2 separate regions of the Sus scrofa genome follow, and region 2 is linked to region 1. The links are chromatin contacts, called in public HiChIP or PLAC-seq maps. All regions are on one chromosome and are shown on one strand. Each heading gives the region's core, a stretch centred on a gene start, on an enhancer-like site or on the middle of the called end of the contact. The rest is flanking DNA. Distances are from core to core; before and after follow the strand shown.

Region 1 (2,900 bases), core at 213-2,712:
CCTTGTCTGGGATGGGCGGCCAACCTGGCCTAGCCCCACCAAGGAGCAGAGCGAGGTACTTCCTCACCTCTGTTCCTGGATGAACTGACCTTGAGTCTTGCCCCTGGCACAGCACCAAGCACCAGTGAGACATTAATGACCAGAAAGAAGGAAGACTTTCATCATCAGGTCTGGGTTCCCTTGGCTGCCAAGAGCTGCTGATCGCCTCTGCCCAATGTCTCCTGCAATTGTCCTTCCTTTTCTCTTCTGCTGTCCTCCCTGGAGGTGTCTCAAGGTGACATTGTGGCAAAAACCTCCTAACTGGTCCTCACAGCTTTGGCCTTGCTTCTTTCTACTCACTGCTCTTGAATTCATCTTCCTAAAACACTCCTATAGGAGTTCCCGTCATGGCTCAGTGGTTAACGAATCCGACTAGGAACCATGAGGTTGTGGGTTCGATCCCTGGCCTTGCTCAGTGGGTTAAGGATCCAGCGTTGCTGTGAGCTGTGGTGTAGGTTGCAGAAGCGGCTTGGATCCAGAGTTGCTATGGCTCTGGCGTAGGCCGGTGGCTACAGCTCCAATTAGACCCCTAGCCTGGGAATCTCCATATGCCGCAGGAGGGGCCCTAGAAAAGGCAAAAAGACAAAAAATAAATTTAAAAAAATTAAAGAAATAAAAAAAACACTCCTATAGCCCCTCTGTTTCCTGCTTGACACCTTCAGTGATTCCCCATTGCCTAAGAGATAAGGTTCAAGCTGATGAAGTCTGACACAGAGGGAGAAACAACTTCAGAAGCAAGAGAATCCTGGCCCTGAATTTAATGGGCAGGTTACTGCAGCTTCTCTGTGTGTCAGTTTCTTCATCTGTAAAATGAGGCCAATTGTACTGACATTCTACTACTGTGGTTCCACTTTAAGATACATATAAGGCACTGTGCCTTGCCTGTGGAAGTCATTCTGTCTACATTAGCCTCCTTCCGCTTTCCCCGGTGTTACTTCCCTCCACATCTCCTCCCAAGAGGCACCCCCCACCCTAGGGATTCTGGCAGACGGACACTGACAACCAACGCATCACATTTAGATGGGCCAGGAGGGCACGGAGAAGAAGGCAAAGGGGTCTGGGATGATAAGCAGGCTTCTGACACATCAGGCATAAGGCTTCAAGTGCTGTGGGCATGGGGGGCTCTGGAAAGGCAGAAAGCACACCCTGAGATGAGAACACTTGTTCTTGATATAGAAGAAAGGCTTTTTTAGGTAACTGAGCCCATCACTTAAACGGCCTTGGCTCAGACCTTGGGAGACCTAGTCCGTGTTCTTTCAAAGAAGAAACTAAAACCAAAAAACCAACCAACCAAACAACAACAACAACAAAAAACCCAGGCAACATGAGCTCTGGCAGCCAGGAGGCCCAAGGAACACTGGCACATGGGGCCAGTGGGCGCAGCAACATCAAGATGACTTCATTTTCCGAGTTATCAAAAGCCACAATGTCTGCCAAGAAAGAGCATGAGTCACCAGGACCCACAGGAAGGAGGGCCAGGGATGGTGTGGGGTGGGGTGGGCAGCATGACATAAAGAGAAAAGCAAGTGTCTTGAGGATACACAGGTTCAAGTCCTGACATAATTTTGGGGCCTTAAACTCTCTGAGCCTCAACTTCCTTGTCTTTAAAAACCAAGGAGAATCTAAATGCCAATTGCATAACATTTGGGGGGATTAAATGAGTTAATCTGGGTAAAAGACTAGTTATATATGGTTACCTTTTTTTTTTCTTTTGTCTTTTTAGGGCCACACCCTTGGTATATGGAGGTTCCCAGGCTAGGGGTCTATTTGCCAGCCTACACCACAGCCACAGCAATGCCAGATCCGAGCCTCATCTGAGACCTACACCACAGCTCACGGCAACCCCAGATACTTAACCCAGTGAGCGAGGCCAGGGATCAAAGCAGTACCTCACCATTCCTAGTTAGATTCATTTCCACTGTGCCAAGACAGGAACTCCTGGTTCCTTATTTTTGACAGCTGAGTTCTTAATTTCCCCTGAAGTTAGAGAAGGAAGGGTCACATCCTCTCTTCTTCTTCCACTGCCCCTGACAAGGACCCTTGGCTTCAAATCAGATCTTCTCCATGGGGATTTTTACCTGAAGCTCAGGACTCCCTGAGTTCCAGACCCACTTGGTTCAGATCCTTGAAAACTTCAAGACCTGCATCAATGCGGATGGACTTTCCCTAACAACCCCACTGCCCCGTCATCACCCCTTCCTCAGAACACCCACAGCACTTCCCTTCTGATTCAAGCAACAACAAATCAGAGACTGTTCTGGGATATTCCTGTGTCATCCACATCTCATTTTATTATGCTGTTGGGTAATTTTCATGGGCGTAAGTCTTTACACACAACCCCACAATAGCCTTTTCATAATTCTTCCTGAAGCTATAACAAAACTAGGCATGTGCTTGATCCTAAAGCTATGTTGAATGAGCTGAGCTTAGAGCATTAGGCTAATGAGATCAGGGCTTAGGGTCCAGTCTCTTGATGATTCTCAGAGTCCAGGCCGCCCAGGCTGCCCTGTGCTGGTCAATCAGGATGGAAAGAGTGGGTATGAATGAACCTCCCACCCCTGCAGCCAGAACAAAGAAACTTGCCTTGCAGAGGGGGCTCAGAACCTTTTCCACCTTCACCTTACGGCTTTCCGTGATACTGATCTAGTTCAAGATGACTAGGGCCTTGTAGGAGAGGAAATAACGAGATAGAACCAGATGGAGACAGCAATACAGATGCTGCTGCTCAGGCTGGGGCTAGAAAAAACCTCAAGCAGGCTAGGACCAGAGTCCCAAACAAGTGTCTCTGTGCTAATGTGAAAGTTGATGGTGCTGGGTATCTAAGCTGCCTAATAGGGCCCAGCAGTGGGTAATGCAGTGGG
Region 2 (3,061 bases), core at 154-2,653, 220 kb after region 1:
TGTCTCACAAGTGTTTCTTGGCAAGACAGTTTAGATTACAACAGCATACCTCATTTCCTGTTTTCTTGTCAGACCCATACAGATTTAAAAAAAATTTTTTTTTTTTTTTTTGATTCTCCAGGCCAGGGTTTGGCAAATCTGATCTTCCACTTGTTCTATGAAATAAAGTTTTGTTGTAATGAAGCCATGCCCATTTGTTTATGTATTTTCTATGGTCAGATTTTCTGCTACTATTGCAAAGTTGAGTAGTTGAGACAGAGTTCTACAAGGCCTAAAATATTTACTATATACTTTTTTACAAAAAAATATTTACTAGCCCTTCCCTGCGGTGTAATCTAAAACATAACTCACTTTCTACCAGAAGCTCGTATTTATTTCTAAAGTTCCTTTTGAAGTAATTTCCTAGTGGAACGATGGGTCGTTTAAAAGCTGTGTTTGCTTTATGATTAAAATTCCATAGTTGTATATTTTCATCTATCATTAAGAAAAAAAAGTAGGTTCACAAAACCTTTTTGGTTTGGTTCAAAAGTGTTAGCAGAGTTCCCGCCATGGCTCAGCAGTTAACAAATCTGACTAGAATCCACGAAAGCAGGTTCCATCCCTGGCCTCTCTCAGTGGGTTAAGGATCTGGCATTGCTGTGAGCTGTGGTGTAGGTTGCAGATGAGGCTCAAATCCTGTATTGCTGTGGCTGTGGTGTAGTTCAGCAGCTATAGCTCTGATTCCATCCCTAATCTGGGAACCTCCATATGCCATAGGTGTGGCCCTAAAAAGCAAAAAAAAAAAAAAGTATTACCTACTATCTCTTTTAAAAGCTCTTCTTGATCAGAAAGCCTAGAATTTCAATATTAAATGTTTAGAATTTGTGAATAGTTACTATGCATCTAGCTTCCTGTTTATTCTCTATATTGAATGCCGACTTTGTATGTGTTTACATATAGTGAATGGTTGTTAGCCAGGAAAGCCACATTTTCAAAGCTCCCTGGAAGTTTAGAACCTAATTGGGAAAATGTGGAAATTTGAAAGTAAATTTTTAATTAAAAGATACAAATTAAAATAAAAAGACAATGCTCCTAAGGAAAATCCCCAAACCTATCATAGGTGGTCAGGGATTTTTGATGAATTGGGACTGTATCTTCTTGTATGTTCTACTGTTTTTTTGTTTTGTTTTGTTTGCTTTTTCACAGCCATAGCCACAGCACATGGAAGTTCCCAGGCTAGGGGTCAGATCGGAGCTACAACCGCTAGCCGATACCACACCCACAGCAACAGGGGATCCAAGTCATGTCTGCCCCCTACACCACAGCTCACGACAAAGCTGGATCCTTAACCCACTGAGTGAGGCCAGAGGTCAGACCTGCCTCCTCATGGATCCCAGCTGGGTTTGTTAGCCACTGAGCCATGAAGGGAACTCCTGTGTCTTCTACTTTTAATTTATGACTGTCTTTGTATGTGTAGCTGTGTTGCCCACTGTGCCTGAGTCACCAGAAGAGGAAGTGAAAGCTAGCCAGCTCACAGTTCAACAGAACAAATTGTCTGTCCAGTCTAATCCCTCTCCTCAGCTGCGAAGTGTTATGAAAGTAGAAAGTTCAGAAAATGTTCCTAGCCCTACACATCCGCCAGTGGTAATCAATGCTGCAGATGATGATGAAGATGATGATGGTAAGTTTTAGTTCTTTCTTTAAAGGAAGTAAATGATCAGGGTAACTTACTGATTTAGACAGAATTCAACTTGAAGATCTAGGCCTATTCTTAATTGAAAATTTGCCTTAAATTTTGATAATGTAGATCAGTTTTCTGAGGAAGGTGATGAAACCAAAACACCTACCCTGCAGCCAACTCCTGAAGTTCATAACGGATTACGAGTGGCTTCTGCTCGAAAACCTGGGGTCAATTTAAAACAAGGTAAGAAATGGCTATATTGATGCTAGTTCCTGCTCATAAATCCTACAGTGCTGTTGAATGTGTGTAAATACCTGTTTTTTAAATACCTCTGAACTTTAGTTCATAATTACCACCCCCTTCCTCTTCCCTGCTCCCATTATACTCACACACCTACTTACACATACTTTCTCTTATTCATTCAGAAAACATTTGCATGCCAGCCATGTACAGATAAAATGCAAAGGTGAAATGGTGCTAGTTCCTCACACAGTTGCTGTTTGCATTTCTAGGTGAATGTTTGAATTTCGGAATAAAAACTCTTGAGGAAATTAAATCAAAGAAAATGAAGGAGAAATCCAAGAAGCAAGGTGGTGAGTTATCAGGAGTTTTGACCTGGAGGGTTGAATGTTGTTAGAGAACAAGGATACTTCTGATAATAAGGACACTTGGCACCAACCAAAATGAGCAAACAGTTTTTGATTTTTGTAGTTTATAAATTAAACTCGGATTTATTTTAATGATGGTTGCTTTTTTAATTCATTACAGCTGTGTTTCAGTCCCTAAATATTCTAGACATTTAGAATAAACTGAAAGAACTTATTTTGAGAAATAACTCTAAAGAACAGCATATAAACTGTTATTAAAAATAGAAAAGTTTATTTTATGGTAGGTGAGCTCTTCCTTAAGAACAGCTAGGCTTTTCTTCTGGTGCTTGCCTTAGCTTAATCTGTATTTCTGACCTTAAAAGTTACAGATAAAGTGTAAAATGTAGTATTTTAGAGATAATCAGATGATTGGGTCTAAGTACCTTCTTGCTGAAGCTTGTTCTTTAGGAACCTTGGAGTTGTGTTTTCCAGATGATTAATTATAGATAGAGAAGATTGAATTGATACGCCTAATGTAGCTCTTGTGCTTCTGAGGTTACCTTTAGAATAATGTTAGCCTTATTAGTATATAAAAGTAGATTGAATGCCTAAGTCAGTCAAAACAGTTTCATGTTTTATATTCACTTTGTGCCAAGGGCAGGTAAGAAATAAGATTATCTCCCCTTCCCCTGCCCCATTTCCCTGTAGGCAGACAAAATGAAGACGGATTGGCTTTTGTAGTCCAGTGGTCCGTATTGGACTTATCTGGTCACAGAGACGAAATTTCTTGATTTGTGAAAGCTTTACTTTCCAT

The links. HiChIP or PLAC-seq counts read pairs in DNA pulled down with a chosen protein or histone mark.
Region 2: an H3K27ac HiChIP or PLAC-seq map of alveolar macrophages shows a contact between it and region 1. The contact joins two enhancer-like sites.

Annotation. Positions count from the first base shown.
Region 1 is chr9:64,318,994-64,321,893 of Sscrofa11.1, forward strand. No RefSeq gene overlaps it. Among named protein-coding and RNA genes, the nearest start is that of ATP2B4, 16 kb to the right of the region's middle. Within about 2 kb of position 1,463, at least 7 of the 83 cell types and tissues checked have an H3K27ac peak or open chromatin away from gene starts, as enhancers often do. A contact at or near this core is called in alveolar macrophages, where this site is marked.
Region 2 is chr9:64,535,393-64,538,453 of Sscrofa11.1, forward strand. ZC3H11A (zinc finger CCCH domain-containing protein 11A) reads left to right here. Exons shown (of 19, transcript XM_005656653.2): 7 at 1,457-1,660; 8 at 1,787-1,903; 9 at 2,173-2,253. Among named protein-coding and RNA genes, the nearest start is that of ZC3H11A, 18 kb to the left of the region's middle. Within about 2 kb of position 1,404, at least 16 of the 83 cell types and tissues checked have an H3K27ac peak or open chromatin away from gene starts, as enhancers often do. A contact at or near this core is called in alveolar macrophages, where this site is marked.